Linked DNA regions of Gossypium hirsutum: region 1 is linked to region 2. A link is a contact called in public Hi-C data. All regions are on one chromosome and are shown on one strand. Each heading gives the region's core, a stretch centred on a gene start, on an enhancer-like site or on the middle of the called end of the contact. The rest is flanking DNA. Distances are from core to core; before and after follow the strand shown.

Region 1 (6,209 bases), core at 1,986-4,485, 130 kb before region 2:
GCGTATTGAAGCATGGCTAGAGGAATCCGAGGAGTGAGCACAACCCCTTGTTTTTTCTTTTCTTTTAGGTCCTTGGTGTAATGTTGATGTGAATTTTTGCTGGTTTGTGCGATCAAAATAATTTTGAAATAAATAAAATCAATTAATTATTATAAGTACTAAATTAAATAATAATAATAAATTTTAAAAAAACATCTGTACAACCAAGAGAATTTAGTACCATAGCATTGAATGCACATTTCAATGTAGTATATTGAGTTATTAAATTATGTTATTTGACCCTTTATTTTGATTAAGTTTGGATTTATTTGTATTTTAATTTAGTCAGTTTTCAATTCCTATATTTTTAAAATTTTAAAATTAATCCTAATTAAATGACAACTATAAATTCATTAAGTTAAGCTTGTTATTTTCAAATTTTAATGTGTGTAATGCTATGTCCGCGGTTGTCTTCACCTATTAAAAAAAAAAAAAAAATTGATTAATAGATTTAATGACTATTGTTAACATTAAGACTAAAATTTCAAAATTTTATGTTTTAGAACATGGACTAAATTTCTAACTTTACACACAGGACAAGATCAATAGTAAAATTTAACCAATCGTATTTAATTGCCACTGTTTGGTTAGAATTAAATTTTCAAAATTTCAAAAATGCACAAACTAAGAAAAATGCTTCGTCCCTGCATACTAGTACAATACCAACAACCCCATATATGTAGGTAAAGAAGATCCAATCCATCATACAGAACATGTAAATTTCCAAATTAATGCCAACATTTTTATGTGATGTAAAAGGTCATTGAAGAATGAGGTATAAAACAATAATGCTCCCAAATTCTACATCCAAAATCTTTTTTTTTTCTCGCTAATTTTTCTAGAGATACAAAATCTGAGTTTTTCTGCCATTGGCAAAAATCTTACAGATTGATGTTAAGATAGTTCCAACAGTACATCAAAGATGATTGAAAAATTGATAGGCAATAAAATCTCTTTCAAACATCAAGTGGAGGGTATAAACTGTGCTCCTCATTAAGAGGGCCTTTGGCATGCAGAAAACAATTGCCAACTAATGAAAGCCATACTCAAAGACGTGAACAATTCGAAGACTACCACCTTCGGGAAGTGCCATCCCAATCCTCGCCTTAGATAGCTGCCGAGATTTAGCCAACCAAAAAACGAAAAATTATCATCTAGTATTCATTGCAAAGGCGGCCATGTATAGAGAAAGTTAAAACAGACCTTGTAATGGATGGCATGGTAGCAACGATTCCGGCACATGTGTATATTATGGGAATCAAAGTCTTGGGCTTGTTTTTGCGAAGCCACATTAAAGATCCCAATGCAGCAAGAGATATACTTAACACCTGAATTGATAAAAGGATAGAGATAAATTCTAGCCGTTACATGGTCCTTTTTTTCTAATTTGTGAAAGCACTTAGAAACAAACTACTGATATAACATCAAGAATGCCGACAAGCTGGTCACAAAAGAAATGTTCCAATCATTGAAGAAATATACATACCAAATTAGCATTTGCTTCCAAGCCTTGTAGAATGAAATCCCAAGTGAATTCTAGTCCTCTAGCTCCCACCCAAAGAGGTGCCAATCTATGTAGAACCGAATCAGCAAATGCCCATCCTATCAACATAAAAGAAAGAAGCCATAGTGCTCAAGAATTAAGAAAAGTGAAAAGAACCATAATATATATGCTATTTCGCTAAGACATTTCATTCTTCTTGAAATACCCATGTTCGACATATGAATGTGGGATATAAGCTTAGAGCATGCTCCAAATACATAGAAAAACTTAGAAAATACGTTGGATAGATGCAAAACTAAGAAAAATCTAAGCACATCTGTATCTGATGCAACCCGTATTCAACACTCACACCTGAGTTCGAGTAAACAGAGCATTTCATTGCCACATTTTCAAATATAAGTTCATTCATCTACTAGTAAGACCAAATTTCAAAGATTCACATTATTTTCAAGTAAGATGACCGAGTCAATCTCACTCACCAAGTCCAACAGCTTGAAATTTATGATTTTGAGAGATGTTCCTATGAGTCAACTGTGTTAAGGCAAAATAAAGTCCAGCAACATCTATAAAACCAATCACTGCCTTCAAAAGTTCCTGAAAATACGAAAACAACACAAATTGTTGATAAGTTTAAATTCATAGATTGTTTCCAAAAAAGACTCATAGTACTACTACATGGCACACGCTACATCTGTAACCTACATCATGCAACTATAAATAAGAAAGTGGTACTAATTTTCAAAATATTTTCTAACTTTAGAATATGATTATCTTCAACTACATCACAAAAAAATAATCCGCCCAATATCTACGTTCTTCCATGTAAATTCCGATTTAAGAACAAAAGAAACAGAAGTACCTGGTACGGATCGAAGCCATCATTCTCGGAAACCTTCAAAAACGTTGCGAGACAAACAAGCTGCCACCATATTAAAGCCAAAAGAAAAAAAACAAATTAACAATCCAAATAGAGTGACGAGAAACACAATAGTAAAGATTTTTAGCACGTACTCACCTTTACCAAAGCTGTTCCAAGATAAACAAGGGCAGCTTTAACAGAAGTACCAAGAGTATCATACTCCGATCTACATAAACATGATTTACTGTTAAATACACTGATTCATAAATTACCATCGCCATAATTATAGTAGAAAATAACAAATTCCTTCAACATAATATTTTTCAGCATTTTAATCAAACTAACTAAACATTTCGCTCTAGATCTTAGTTCATTTTAGCAATTACTACTTAACAGTGGAATTTTTTTTAAAGAAACATTTTTTATCGAAACAGCTTCTGTTTTTCATTCAAATTTTGAATTGAACACCAGATCAGTATTAATTTATTATTAAATTACAAAAATTAAACGATATTAAAAAAATGCTTTAATCGATTAACAAATCACAAAAATTACATAAAAATGAGGCAAAAAAGAGAGGAAGAAGGGACATTACAAGGGAGTGGCGGAGTAGTAGACGGCGTGAGGACCGAAAGTGAGGATCGCACAGTTGAAGAAGTGAAACATCGTCATTTTTCTTCGTATTTTTTGGCCCCAATTTTCGATCTGAATCTGCGACGAGCAGATGGTTTTGTTTTGTTTAATTGTTTCTGTTTAGGGCCTTCAATAAGCCCTGAAAATACCGATTAGTATATCATGAGCAATGGGCCTTTGGGACTCCAAATTTTATGTGTGCTTTAACTTTTTCGGGTGAATTCATCTAAAGTCACTGAATTATTAGTATGTTTACATTTTGGTCACTCAACTTCAACAAGTTACAAAATAGTCACTAAACTATTCAAAAGTTTTCATTTAAGTCACTGGATTGTTAAGTCAGGCTGGCGAGCTTCGAGCTATGATTCGATGGTACAATGGACTAGTACCCATCAACAAGTAGTAGAACATATCACAAATCCAAGCCGATCTAATGGTCGGTGTTGAAGATTGAAGAAGAAAGCTGTTTGGATTTTAGTTCGCATATTTGTGATATTCAAAGTTTTTTCATGAAACAAAAATCTAAATCGTAGAAGAGGAGGTGAAGTTTACCCTTTCAATTGGTGTCAATAGTGAGAATGGAGAAGGCTATACAATGACGATTTTAACAACTCAATGACTTAAATGAAAATTTTTGAATAGTTTAATGACTATTTTTGTAACTTTTTAAAATTGACTGACTAAAGTGTAAACTTACTGATAGTTTAATAACTTTAATATACTTTACCTTTAACTTTTTGCACCCATTGTGTTAGCTAAAAGTTATTTCTAAAATTTACATGCATTAAATTACAATTCTAATATATAATATGGATAATTAGTTACTGAACTCTGTTACAGGCCATTTTGCCCGAGGCCCAATTAAACACAAAATAAAAGTCCAAATTACAGTCCATAAAGTCCAAAACAACAAGCTCAGAACCACTAGCCCAATAACCCAATAGCCTACCCTCAGCCCAATAACCCAAACCTAAAACCCAACAGACCCAACACCCAAATAACCTAACAACCCTAGCCCAACAAAATCAGAAAAATGAACAGCAAAAATAAACCCTAGGTGCGCCGCACCTAGGGTCTTCTGACTTCGGCCGCCGTCAGCGCAAATGGCGCACCTGCCACCGTCCCTTCCATGCCTCCATCACGTCTCTACCCACCTGCTTCACCTGCAAATAATAAAGAGAACAACAACAACAAGCAAAGGGGGGGTATTATTATTTTTGGTTCAAAAAACTGATTCAAAACCATTGTAAAAGGGGCGGTTTTCCCCTCTTCAAAAAAAAAAAAAACACTTTCAGAAATCAAAAAAACAAAAAATTTTGAAGGTGATTTGCGATTCTCCTGTTCCGGATTTGTTTATTTTTCTTTTTCTTCTCTCTACATCTACAAACAAAGAAACAGAAAAAGGAAACGAAGCGGTACCTGAGTCACTTCGCTTGCGTTGTCGCCGGAGTCCGTCTTCGGGTCTTCGAGATCGGACCCCGAGGGCGACGTTTGGGGGTTTCGCTCCTCGGCCCTACGAGTCTAAAGCCCGATCCTTAGTTGGTCCCTGAAACGGGGTTAAAAACCGACCGTTTAGAACCTCCGACCACCGCATGTGGCGGGGTCATGGGTGGCCCGTTTAGCCAAAGGAAAGGGCGGGCTGAGGGTTTCTTTTTTCTCTGAAGTTTTTTTCTAAACAATGAAAGAATAAGTTTTTAAAAAAAAATTGTCTTAAATAAGGTTTTCAAAACGGCGCCGTTTGGGCTTAGGGTTCAGAGACCAAAAACGGCGTCGTTTTGGTCTCTGACCCACGCGGTGACCCGACCCAAGGGGAGGATCCGCGTGTTTCTGACTTTTGGGTTATTTACGCAGATGGTCCTCCCCTTTTTGTAGCGCGTTCAAATCAATTTTTTTTATTTCTAATTTTCGCCCTTTAATTTGATGTCCGCTTCATTTCGGTCCTCGTCATAACGCTGCGTTTTGGAGGGTGGGAAATATTACCCTTTTAGTCCCCCATGTCATTCGCGCTTTTTAATTCGGACCTTCCCTTTTATTTATTTTAGATTTTTTTCCTTTAATTTCAGCTTTGGTGTCAATTTGATCCTCTGTTTCATTATTATTACTAATTTTGTTTAGTTTATTATCTTTACTATTGTTAACATTAGTTTTATTATTTATATGTTTATTTATCTATGTACACGTATTATAATTTTATTATTTATATTATTACTTTGAGTATTATTATATCAATGGTTAATTTCATCACGGATTTTTAATGTAGTATTATTTTATATAATAAATAAAATAGTATTAACACTTTGGGTTTATTATACATTCGTTTCAAAAATTATTATGTATTATTGTTTAATCTTCATCATGTATACGTGCACATATATATATATATATATATATTATTTAATGTGTTGTGACTTATTCCTTATATAATATTTACTTTAAAACCTATTTGGACACTATTATTCTATGTAGTATTTATTTTTAACCATATTTTTAATTCCTTTCAAATATTCATTTATATATTATTTATCTAAAATATAAATATAATTTCATTTTTATATATTTTTTAGTTATTTCAAAACTCATACATTTGGTCCGTATTTGCCTTAATTGACTCGTTTTCTTTTAGTTTTTGAATGTAGATATTGATATTAGCATAATGTACAATAGAGATTATTGTTGCTATGTTTGTTAGTATTAATTCATTATTTGTTCATTATTCTTTGATATGCATTTGAACTATATATTATCTTTTACGTCATACATCACTTTTCAATCATGTCATATTTGTAAAAATCGTGTTTTATCAGAGCACTACAATCACCCTATTTCATAATTTTCAAAAAAGCCTCGTTCTCATAGTTCTCGAGAATTGTGCCCTCACTTACTGGGCTTCAAATTTTTCGATGAACTTAGATAACCGAGCATCCTTTTTAATCAAAACCCATAAGTAAAAAGCTCATTCTCGGGAATTCGACACGTTGTATCCTAACGCATTGGATATGACATGTTATTTTCTCGAGACGAGGATTTTAAAAATAAAGGCAATGCTCGATATTTAGAAATTTTGTGAAATCGAACCCTAACTTACTGGGTTTTGATTTTCTCATTTGACTCAGATAATCGGATATCCTCCTTAAAATGCATAGGTTTTAAAAGACGAAGAATAAGCTTAATTTT
Region 2 (7,115 bases), core at 2,888-5,387:
CACGTTAAATCATAATTTTAAACAAAAATTTAGGGTAAATTATACAATCGATCCCCATATTTTTTCGTTTTGAGCAATTTAATTTTTTTTTATGTTCTTTAAATTTTTTATTCTTTATTTTCCATTATCTTATGTTTCTCCCTCTATTTTCTTACCTTCTCTATTTCTTTTAACATATCAAGAAGTCGAATTGACAATGAAGAAATAAGTAGGAAGTAGAGAGAGAAGCAAAAGAGAATGGAAAATAATGAACAAAAAGAGTTAAAAGAACATAAAAAAATTAAATTGCTCAAAATAAAAAAATATAGGGACCAATTGTATAATTTAATCTAATTTTTTTATTTGAAATGATGATTTAATGTGCCACATTAGCTTACCGTTATACCATTAACGACAATTAACAGCTCAGTGACTAAAATGTTACAATACGATAATATAAGTGACTAAAACTAACATTTCAAACATAAGTGATTAAAACGTAACTTGATGTAAACAAAAGTGACCATGGGTGTAATTTACCCTTTCTCTTATGATATTCATGATGGAAAAAAATTATTTTCTCAAATTAATTTATGTATTATTTAAAAAAATAAAAAAAAATCATAATATCTTAGAATTACATCAATGGATATTGATTGAGATCCTATCTCACAAGATAATTAATTAAATTAATTAGACTATAATATCCATTTATTTAGATCTAAACTAAATTAATGAAATCTATTACTCAAGAGATCCACATGATCGGATTTTTTTTAATCACAAACAAATAAATGTTTCATCATTGAATAAAAAATATATATTTTGAATAGATAACCAATAGATCTATAAATTGAATATTTTCATGGCACCAAAGCTCTGTGCACACCCAACTTGAACACGATGGCAATGACGTACTAAAACACAATATACCAGCTCCTCTCAAATTACCGACTCGAATTGCTTAAACCTGTGCGGGTATCCGAGGTGAAGACATCACTGCAACAATATACCAGCTGTGAAACAAGAAGAAAAGTAGTAACTGTGGCAAAGTAATTGTTGGTGTTAAGAACAAAGAAAGAAAGCAAAACAGACAACTAACAGTATAACGAGTCTGCTCTATATTTCATTTGTTTTCTAATTTTATAATATATACGAGTTATAATCTTGAAATTTGAAATATATTTCTTGTAAAAAAATAAAATAACCAAATATGCCAATTATTACCAAAACACATAAAAAAATTTACCAACTAAGATTGATTTTACTTAAAACAAACACGCACTCATCACTGGTAGCTTATACCAAAACAACTTCATTCTAATTGTGGATGCAGTCAGCACGCACATTCTGCCGATATACTCCGCATTTCTTCAATCCCGCCATATTGAGCAGTTTCATGTGTCCGCAAATTTGTTCTCACTTGAACAGTGCCATTCTTGTATCATATGAACTGTCTGCATAATGTCAGTTCACGAGACAATTCCTCAAATTCGTATTAGACTGTTTGCCATTTGTGCGAGCTGTTGTATGGTTTACTATCTCTATCAAATGAAGTAATTGATATATGTGAAGGTATTGATATGTATGAAGATCCAAAATTCACGAATCTTAAAATAACTCCATTAAAAGTCTTCGATGAATCCAACAATTAATTGCTACTGTTTGTTGGATTTTAGATTATATTTAATAAATAATTATATAAAAGATGTTGAAAAATCGAAACCCCATTTATAAAATATCATCGTTAGCTATTGATGTGAAAATAAACTATAATATAATTCAAACAAAAGCTTAACCAAAATTGATTTACACACCAAATCAAAAATCAATTTGAATACCTCCTAAATGACAAATTTATCTTGCAATATTATCAACCACTTCAATTAATAAGAATCATATTTAAAGTAACATTTTCTACAATTGAAAATTAATATTCGACGTTAAAAGTAATATTCACCACTATATTTCTCACCGCCAAAATTGAAACCATTTCATTACCTTTCTCATCTGCCATCGAAAGACTACGCAATGTGGTTTTATTAAATGAATGAAATCTATTGGTCACGAGATCCATGTGGTGGGCCTGTTTTTAATTGGACCATATGATCGGTTTTTGTGGAAAATGAATGGAATCAACAAAATAATAGATACCTGTTTAAGTACGTTATCTCGAAATTTCAAACTAATTTTTGTTCTATAAAAAAGGTATTGGGCAAATGGAAAGTGAAAAAGAATTAATTTGTTTATATGACGAAGGATGATTGTGTTGGAAGAAAATTTGCGGATCCTTTAAAAGAAAATTACTTGAGAAGATAAGACGAGTTGCAAAAGTTTCTCGAAAATAATGCGTTAAAAATTATTATTTATTATTTGATTATTTTAAATATTTGACTGTTAGAAGCGTAATTAGCCTTAATTAAAGATATTCAAGAGATAATAATTAATTTTTGTTTTGTCGAACATCATTAATGTCATCATTATGATTGTCAAATTGGTTTCAACATTTTCTCTTCTTTTTTCTTAATGAATATTTGATAAACTTTAAAAGATGTTAAGGTGTATGAAAGACATGTGGCCAATACTTACTCATATTATATTAATAGTAAAAATTTTAGCAATTGTTGAAAGATTAATTAGACTACTTTTCTCTTTTTACTATTCTTCTTCTTTTTGGTGATTGAAATAATTGTTAACTCCATAACAATCTATGGTTAGGACCGTGGCCATGATCATGACTACTTCTATTAGTAAAATAACTATGTATTACTATGATCATGATCATAATCGTGACCTGGATTTAGTAGGATACTCAGATGCAAATTGGGGAACCGACGTGGATGATAGACAATCTACTACGGGGTTTTGTGTATTTCTTTGAGGGAATCCGGTCGCCTAGGGATCCAAAAAATAGAAGGTCGTCTCCTGGTCAACTGCCGAAGCTAAGTATCGCGCTCTTGCTCACACTGTTACTGAAGTGGTTTGGCTCGAGTCTCTCCTGTCTGAGTTGCATATTTCATCTGCTCGCAAAGCTACTGTTTGGTGCGATAACTCTAGAGCTGTTGCTGTTTCAGCTAATCCAGTACTACATTCGAAATTCAAACATGTTGAATTAGATCTCTTTTTTGTACGGGAAAAATTGCTGCTGGACGGTTGACAGTAGGACATGTTCCTGCTCAAGAGCAAATAGCAGATGTGTTCACTAAGCCTTTTTCAGCTCCTTTGTTTACAAGGTTCAGGTCATGTCTCAAGGTTGTAGTGACCAATTTTGGCCCGGGCCCGCTAAAGAAATCCCAAACCTATATAATAAATAAATAAATAAATAAAATTATAACAGTCCCTTAAATATTTAAAGTCCAATTACATAGCATAAGCCCAATAGCATGACCCCATTACTAATACTTTAGTCCCATTACAAAAAAACCAATAGCCTTACAGCCCAAATATGAACACCCTAAGTGGCCCAGAAATTTTAGAACCTTAAGGTTCCTTCCCATGCGCCGCAACCAGCAACCCCAGCATCCTCCTGGCACCACGCACCCTCCCGTACACACGCCAGCACCACCCCGTACACCTCGCGCCAATGGCCAACGCACAGCCCCGTACTCGTACCTGCAAAGGAGAACAGACAAAAGCAGCAAAGACGAAAAAAGAATTGTATTTCATTTTTTACTTATTTTTTTTACATTCGGCTATAAAAGCCTATTGATTTTTTATTGTAAAGTTATTTTTGGGGAGGGACACACAAATACAAACACAGACAACAAATCAATAAGAAAGCAATAGAACAAGAAGGTGATCTTTTCGAACGCCTTGTGCTTTTTTTTTTCTTTTTCGCATCTGTTTCATATTTCTTTCACTTTCACATGTTTCTGTATAATAAAATAAAAGAGGGAGAGTGAAACCTTACCTTTGCATACGAGCCATTGAAGACCTTGTCTCCTTCACTGAAATCGAAGTCGGAGATGGGATTTCGGGGCTTAAATCGATGAGTTCCATGCCGGATCGAATGAAGGAGCAAAAAGGGGGTGGTCACCAAAGGTCGTCATTCATCGTCGCAGTGATGAAATGATGGCCGAACGACGCAGAACCTTTGGGTTCCCCCCTTTCTCCGTTGCTTTGATTGAAATGCCTAGGGTTTTCAGAGGCCTTGTCCTCATTTATTCGGTGATGCGAAACGGTTGCCATTTAAGGCATGATCTGTAGCCTTAAAACGACACCGTCTAGAGAGCCTGACCCGACCCGTCCCCAGGTGCCCCGAGGACCCGCGCGTTTTTGCCGTGAGGGATATTTACGGGCTTGGTCCCTTCCTTTTAGCTCCATTTTCAAATCAATCAATGTTCTCATTTTTTTCTTTTTTAAATTTCACCCATAATTTGCGTGTGTTTGCGATCAAGTCCGCGTTTTAATGCTGCATTGTAAGGACTGGAATATTTCCAGTTTAGATCCTCCTGCATTATCGCGCCTCGCGCATAGGTCCCCTTTTTATTTGCTCTATTTTCTTAATTTTCCCCTCTTGTTTTAGCTTAATTTCGATTAAGTCCTTTAGTTCGTAGCCCTTTTGTGTGTTCTTAATTAATTATTTTTAATTTTAAGTCATAGTTATTCCATTGTTGTAAACTGTTCTCTTTTAGCAATCCTAGTATCATGTTTTGTACATTTTAAACATTGGTTTCATCTATATTATTATATATACATATATATATATATATATATTATAATAATGTTAATCTACTTTTATGCATAATGGCTTTGGACTCTATAAATATATCATTGCATTTCAACATTTTTTTATTTCAAACATGCTTTATATGTGTTTCACATTGGATTTAAACTATTTTGTATCCATGGATATTAGTGCATGCTTTTGATTCATATAAGTTATTGAGTATGTATATAAATTATCTATAAGGTTAAACTATAAAAATAGTCACTCTTGTTTGCCTCATGTTACATTTTAGTCACTTATGTTTGAAATGTTACGTTTTTGTCACTTATGTTATTATTTTGTTACAAAGTGATCACTCTTCCGTTAAGTTCTCCCTAACGGTAATCCTACGTGGCAGTCCAACTAGATATTACTGAATCTGCTAATACGTACTTCATCCGGATGAAGTATGTATTAGCAGATTCACTAATATGATTACATATATAATATATATATTTACGCATGTATCACATTACAAAAGCAAAATTTTAAATACTTATACCTAATAAAACATGTATCTCATTACAATAATAGTAATTTTCCAAATAACATATTGTTTCATAATTTTATTTCTTATTTAATATTTTAATTTAATTTTAATAATGCATACTTTATCCGGATGAAGTATGTATTAGCAGATTCAGTAATATCTAGTTGGACTGCCACGTAGGATTACCGTTAAGGAGATAACAAAACTTAACGGAAGAGTGATCACTTCGTAACAAAATAATAACATAGGTGACTAAATCGTAACATTTCAAACATAAGTGACTAAAATGTAACATGAGGCAAACAAAAGTGACTATTTTTGTAGTTTACCCTATCTATAAATTTACATGTACTTACCTTTAGACACATACATTCTTTCTTTTGAATCCATGCGTGTATATATATAAACCTTATATATATTTTCATTAAAAAATAAATATACTTTGCACACATTAGTATGTTTTTAGTCCATTTTGTTTACGTACATGTATATTTTGTATTAAAATTGGTCTTATTTCATATGTACATATATCATTATCAATTCTTTTTCCTCGTATTTTAAAATCCTACAAAACGCATCTCTTAAATTATTATTATTATATGTATATATGTATATATTAATATTTATATTTGATCTAGATAGATATTATTTAATTTATGTATTTTACATAGTTTTCCTTATTACGCATATACAAGCACACTCTTGAAGCTATCATATATATATATTTTTTTACATTCATAAGCATGCATGTATTTCCATGTTTTACAAATAGTTACTTTTAAAAATTATTTATATATACACATAATTTGTGGAACCATTACGTTTTTTTAAAGACTATATCATATTATACATTTATTATTATTATTCATAATATATCTACACATATTTTAAAATTTTCATACTATAATTCTTCATTTTTTTTAAAACCAATATTATTTAATGTTTTGGCATGATATCCGATTAATTCATTCATTTTATAATATGTATCAAGTATATATATCCCTAGTTTTTTTAGATTTAAGGTGTCTCAATTCATTAATTCGCATGTAGCATAAATTATTGGTTCATTAGACCGCCTTTGTTCCGACATCGTTTTATACTACTTTGACTCTTAAATTCTATTCCATTTTGCATATATTTCGTCGATTGTTCTATATCGTAGCATATACATTCTCATCACATGGTATTCATCTTATTGACATGACGATTATTATTACGCGATTGAAATTAGGTTAACTTAGACTAATTATATTTAATTACTTGTTCTGCTAATTGATTAATATTTTCATTCGTTAAGCATTGCGTCTCGCATGTACATATTACCCCATTCATTATTTTCCTTTTGATTTTTGAAATGTGGTTCTAAAACCCAATTTTTTACGATTAATGTCATCTTATTTCAAATCGAATTAATATGTTTTTAAGTATTCTTCCAAAAATTCTTCAAAATGAAGACGAAATTTGATGTTCGACAATTCGCGGAATCATGCCCTAATGTGTTGGGTTGCAATTTTGCATTTACTCAAAATAATCGAATTTCCCTTCGAAATTCCATTCATATCTTTTAAAATCCCTTAAACAAAGATGAGATTTGATGTTTGGCAATTCGCGGAATCGTGCCCTAACGTGTTGGGTTGCAATTTCGCATTTGCTCAAAATAATCGAATATCAATTTAAAATTTCGCTCGTGTCTTTTAAAATCCCTAAAATGAATGCAATATCTGGTATTTGGTAATTCGTGGGATCGTGCCCTAACGTGTTGCGTAGCAATTTCTCGTTTGTTTAAAATAATCAAATATCCCTTCAAAATTTCACTCGGCTTTTCTAGAAATCCTTTAAAATGAGGGCAATACTCGGTGTTTGACAATTCGAGAATCATGTCTTATCGTGTTGGGTTGTGATTTCTCATTTGTTCAAAACAATCGAGTATTCCTTTAG

What was found. Hi-C and Micro-C count contacts between places; a contact is called where the count stands out from the background.
Region 1: a Hi-C map of leaf shows a contact between it and region 2, with 3 times the contacts expected there. The contact joins the promoter of LOC107944606 here to the promoter of LOC107944069 in region 2. A contact is called at or near these places in 12 of 34 Hi-C or Micro-C datasets (anther, hypocotyl, leaf and 1 more).

The regions. Positions count from the first base shown.
Region 1 is chrA06:1,498,908-1,505,116 of Gossypium_hirsutum_v2.1, reverse strand. LOC107944606 (transmembrane protein 147) reads right to left here and starts at 3,235. Exons shown (of 7, transcript XM_041114792.1): 1 at 2,998-3,235; 2 at 2,559-2,628; 3 at 2,403-2,462; 4 at 2,023-2,137; 5 at 1,526-1,641; 6 at 1,243-1,367; 7 at 842-1,153. The coding sequence starts at 3,074. The coding sequence ends at 1,033. It overlaps LOC107935570, which reads left to right. Exons shown (of 1, transcript XM_016868195.2): 1 at 1-155. The coding sequence ends at 37.
Region 2 is chrA06:1,367,032-1,374,146 of Gossypium_hirsutum_v2.1, reverse strand. LOC107944069 reads right to left here and starts at 4,137. Exons shown (of 3, transcript XM_016877881.2): 1 at 3,890-4,137; 2 at 3,416-3,591; 3 at 2,555-3,278. The coding sequence starts at 3,978. The coding sequence ends at 3,262.